Linked DNA regions of Xenopus laevis: region 2 is linked to region 1. A link is a contact called in public Hi-C data. All regions are on one chromosome and are shown on one strand. The core of a region is the stretch at or near the end of the contact, and the rest is flanking DNA. Distances in the headings are between cores, read along the strand shown. Region 1 has its middle 14 kb from the start of LOC108698051. Region 2 overlaps LOC108698051 (slit homolog 2 protein).

Region 1 (2,700 bases), core at 177-2,676:
GATGCTTCTAAAATTATGGATTTAATGAAACTGTAAATAATAATTTAGGGTCAGGAATAGTCCCCATCTCTCAGGGAAGGCCGTTTTCAAGACAAAAAAAATTTAGATTAGTGAAAATTAAACGTTTTTGTGTTTATTTTGGAACCATTTATTTTGGAACCATTCAGAGGAATTCAAGAGAAAAGATTTTTTTTCCCCAATTTGCTGCAAAGGGATAATTTAAGTAATGTTACATTTTTTAGTATAATAAGTAAATGTATGGGATAAGCTTTCCGGAAATTACAGCTCCGAATTACAGGAAGGACGTCTCCCATAGACTCCATATTTTTCAAATAATTACAATTTTTAAACATGATTAGTGATGGGCAAATGTGTCCCATGTCCCGCGAGATTTGCGAAACGGCAAAAAATTCACTAAACATGAATTTTGACGCCTATGTCAATTTTGACGCCCACAATAAAGTCAATGGGCGTCCAAATAATGTTGACGCGTGACAGTTCTGACACTAGTAACTATTCCGACACACATCCAAATTTTTTTTGAAAATGGTGAATTTTCACTGGCAAATTTCCCCCGAAGTTTCATAAATTTATTCGCCGGCAGCGAAACACAAAATTCATTGTGAATTCGCACCTGGCGAATTTATTCGGCCATCACTAAAAATGATTTCTCTGCAATGATAAAACAGTAGCTTGTACTTGATCCAACCTAAGATATAATTCATCCTCATTGGAGGTAAAAACAATTCTATTGGGTTTATTTAATGTTTAAAGGATTTTCTAGTAAACTTGAGGTAGATCCATATTATGGAAAGATCCGTTATCTGGAAAACCCCAGGCCCAGAGCATTCAGCATAACAGGTCCCATACCTGTATATGTACTAACCTGAAAAATATATTTGACATCCATCTAACCTTATGGATGAATTGTAATTCCCAAACTCTGTAGGTGAAATTTGGATAGAAAAAGTGGGTGGGTGCTGGAAATAAAGTTTTTACCTAGGGGGTTCCAGGTTGAATATTTTATGTAGTTTATGTAACTCTGGTCGGGGTCACAGCTGAACTTCATTGTCCCAGGCCACCCCCTTGTCCATAAGACTCCAGCACAATTGTGCATCTCTACATGTTCATTCCAAGGCTGGTCTTTAATTTACCTACTGGTGATCATGTCTTTATAAAGGATATCCTGCATGGTAAGATAAGTGAATGCCAGGTTGGATGGAACTTCCTTGCACCCTGGGAAGGTTGTTATTTTTTCGGTAGTCTCAGCCGTGCCCCCTCATTGCCAAACAGGAATGCAGAGCAGCCCATCCTTAAAACAAAGCCCCCCTGTGGTTTGGAGAAGTGATGGTTTCTGTGTTGTTTTTGTTAAATGTTTTCTTTCAGCGTTCCGCCTCTTTAGTATGTGTTTTTGTTGTCTTGTGAACAGTAAATAGTCTCACTAGGGGTCTGACATGGAGGAGGGAGGGCAGAAAGACTTAGATTTTGTCCTGTCCGTGTCCTGTCCGTTTCTGGCTTCAAGGCAGTTTTGGTACTCGCTACCTGAAACTTGATTTCAATCTCAGCATATTGTACTATAAGCACTCCCCTCAGGGCATTGGAACAGCAACCCTTGATCTGCACTGATTAAATGCCACCCAGAGAAATACCTGTACAGGGAGAAATGTACAAGGGACAGAAATTGGCCAGGCCTCCCTTTGAAGCTCTGGGTAGCATTTGAATTATATGTTGTACACCTGTCTTCCCTCTAGCTGCAGCAATTGTCTAGCCAGCTTATCAGGACAGGGAATTGTGTATACATTACACACAACGCTTGTGCTAGGGCTCAGCTGTGCAATTACTCACTGTTTGCCACTGTACATTACACTGAGCAGAAAAAAAAGGCTTCTGGTTGCAAAAACATGGAAATTTTGGACAAAATAGATTGAAATCAGAAGTATATGCAACCTGCTCATCTAAACATCATGTGCATGCAGCATATTGATTGAAGTAGGTGCAAACTAAACAATGCTAGGGTCCTTATTTACTAAGCAAAGGGCAAAATGGGTTTGTGCTCAAAAGGCATGGAACTACCCCTACTTTAAAAGGAATTTGGCAGCACTGTATTCATAAGCAGCAGGCAGTCGGTTACATGTGGACACTCGCATTGATGCCCCCTAGCTTTGTTTTAAAGGGGTGGTTCATCTTTAAGTTAGCTTTTAACATGCTAGAGAATTGCCCATTTTAAGCAGCTTTCCAATTTTTTTTATAATTTTTTTTAATTACTTGCTTTCTTCTTCTGAGGTTTTCCACCTTTCAAATGGGGGTCACTGATCCCATCTAAAAAGCAAATGCTCTGTAAGACTAAAAATGTATGTTAGTGCTACTTTTTATTACTCATAAATTTAAAAAAAAATCAGATTTTTGCCAGAAACTCCGCGTGGACCATGCCATTGAAATAAGATGTTTGCCATTGACTTCTACAGGACTGACAGATTGGTGATGGCGGATTTTAGGATTCAGACTTTTTTCAGGCTCGGGGTACAATCAATTCTCAAAAAATCTGATTTTTTTTGGTCAAAAAATTTTTCCGTGATTTTTGTATTCATAGTTTTTAAACCTCAAATTTTTCTGGTTGGGCTTTTTGGGGCAAAACACATTCTTTGAGAATTTTTATTTCAAAGATTTATTATATCCTGTATAAGTCAATGGGAGAGGCAC
Region 2 (2,802 bases), core at 201-2,700, 210 kb after region 1:
GCTGTGATAAAGGTAAATAATTCCTTCAGACGCTAAAATATTTATGCAATTTGTTTTTTTAAATGACACTACCATGCTTTATGTTAGTGACTGGTAGAAGTGTAAAAACACCTATTAGATTTGCCAAAGCTCAAGGTAAATATATATTGTCATATTTTGAAGGCAGAAAGGTCTCTGCTGTGATTATTAAAGGTTGAGTTTTGTTTTCTTTAAAAATTAGAGGTTTTTTTCATTGTTTTGCGCCAAAGCAACACAAAATCCAAATCCGAAATTACTCCAGCTAAAGCTGTTGAATTCATGTAAAAGTCAATGGCAGAGATCCATTTAACCATTTGAAGAATTGTTTTTGCCTCCATGATTTTCGGGTGTTTTGGGGTGATTGACTCTGATTTTCGCTCGAAAACTCGGTAAATTAAAATTTTAAGCCTAAACTCAAAAAGAATTTTAGGTATTCATTAAAACTCAAATTGTTCAAGTTTTTTTTTATTATCTGATTTTTTTTTTTTTAGTTAATTATTAATTAAATTAGCCAAATTCGTGGATGGGAGTTAAGTTGGGTTTGTTTCTGGTAAAATATGAGAAAAACACAAGTTTTAGTAAATAACCCCATAAATGTTGGGTTGCATTTGCAGACATGCAAGTAGTAGTACCCGTACAGACAAAATGGATCGTTTTTGAAGTCTGAAAATTTAAAAGAAATTGTGTATGTTTTGCATGTGTTTTCATGCAATGCAACATTTATTTCCAGAATTCAAGTGTAGTTGATACAACAATGAAGCACAACATTTTCTGTCAGGTACTAGAGGTTGTAAGTTTTGCACTGAGGAAGGTATAAACGGTGAATGCCATGTTATATGGTAATTGGGGCCAAGAAGTTTCAATTTATGTACTTTGAAGCAATGATGATGTCTCGGACAACATTTGACCATTTGGCTGTAGTTTTAAAATACCCTTCAGGGTACTGCTGTAAACCGTCTCAGGGCATTTCAATTCCACAAGAAATATCTACGTTATTTATAACATTTAACTTTACATGAAAATATAATTATATGGTGATAAATAGTGATGGGCGAATTTGCGCTGTTTCGCTTCGCCGGAAGATTCGCACGAAATTTGCAAAACGGCGAAAAATACGCTAAATGGCGCCGGCGTCCGTTTTTTTTCGCGGGCGTTTCGCAAATTTATTCACCGCGAATTCGCCACGAATTCGCGCCAGGCGAATAAATTCGCCCATCACTAGTGATAAAACCTGTTTTCTGATTCATACTAAGGAAAATATGAATAAAAATCAACTGCATACATTAAATTGATATATCATTTATATATTCCATGTGTGTGAGTATAGGTTATAGATTTATTCTCAATGTTGAACAACAAGAGGGTCAGACTGGGCCGACGGGACACCGGGAGGAAACCCGCTGGGCACCCGGCCCAGATCCACGATTTGGAAGCTCCTTCCTGCTGCATCCGCCAGAGAAACGTGATTGGCAGTGGGGGACCCCCAGTCTCACCCTGGATAACAATATGCTAAACAATGGACTGACATATCCATAAGTTTTTGCCTATTGCACAAATATTTTGCAATCATGGAACACAAGTTGTATATGCAATGCATATGGAATAGTGGTTTAAAATGTAGTAAATTAAAGGAAGGAAAGAAACTGATTCATTCAAATGTACCCCAATGTTCACCTCTGCAGTCTTTTTATTCATATTTTCAAATTCACTTAGTATCTTTAACCTGATATGTTCTGGCTATTCTATATCAATTTTCTATTTTTCCCAACTAGGGAAGCCAATGATTCTACTCTTAGCTTTATCACAAACTTTGCTTTTCACCCTTCAGCTTTCACTGATTTATCCCAACGAATTCCACAGGTGAGATGGTCACTATCTCTGGACTCATCTTTTATTCTGTCCTGGTGTCTCACCCCCCCTCATATCAGTGTCTTCCTTTGAGTTTTGCTTCAGTTGAATTTCAATATCACTGTGGTTGCACAATGGAAAACATAGTTGGGTTAGGGAGTACAGATGATTCATTTTGGATCTTTAAAAACTTTTTAAGGAGTAATTTATGAAGCTAATGGAATGTTACTTGAAGAATAGTATAGAACAAAAATGCTAATAAATAAAATTGCATGCTCTCTGGAACAGTTGCCTTGCTGTAAACAGAACCAGCTGTTCAGGTTATGAAAACTGGGTTGAATTCTGCATTTGAAAAAGAAAAATACAATTTTGCTGTCACTATAATAGTGACATGTTACTTAGATACCATATCAATTTTTTCTGAAACAATAACATTTACTAAACTTTGATGTGAGAAATCCTGAAGGATTCCCACAAATATGAATATTAGCATGTTTTGACTGTCAGGAAATAGTTTAACGGTTTTACACATTTATTAGGGGCTGATTCACTAAATTCGAGTGAAGGATTCGAAGTAAAAAAACTTCGAATTTCGAAGTATTTTTTGGGCTACTTCGACCATCGAATGGGCTACTTCGACCTTCGACTACGACTTCGAATCGAAGGATTTGAAGTAAAAATCGTTCGACTATTCGACCATTCGATAGTCGAAGTACTGTCTCTTTAAAAAAAACTTCGACCCCCTAGTTCGGCAGCTAAAAGCTACCGAAGTCAATGTTAGCCTATGGGGAAGGTCCCCATAGGCTTTCCTACGTTTTTTTGATCGAAGGATATTCCTTCGATCGTTGGATTAAAATCCTTCGAATCGAAGGATTTAATCGTTCGATCGAAGGAATAATCCTTCGATCGTACGATCGCAGAATTTGCGCTAAATCC

What was found. Hi-C and Micro-C count contacts between places; a contact is called where the count stands out from the background.
Region 2: a Hi-C map of the XL177 cell line shows a contact between it and region 1, with 3 times the contacts expected there. A contact is called at or near these places in 2 of 4 Hi-C or Micro-C datasets (the XL177 cell line and the XTC cell line).

Annotation. Positions count from the first base shown.
Region 1 is chr1L:31,476,520-31,479,219 of Xenopus_laevis_v10.1, forward strand. No RefSeq gene overlaps it. Among protein-coding and RNA genes, the nearest start is that of LOC108698051, 14 kb to the right of the region's middle.
Region 2 is chr1L:31,685,466-31,688,267 of Xenopus_laevis_v10.1, forward strand. It overlaps LOC108698051 (slit homolog 2 protein), which reads left to right. Exons shown (of 41, transcript XM_041588218.1): 39 at 1-12; 40 at 1,791-1,878. Among protein-coding and RNA genes, the nearest start is that of pacrgl.L, 22 kb to the right of the region's middle.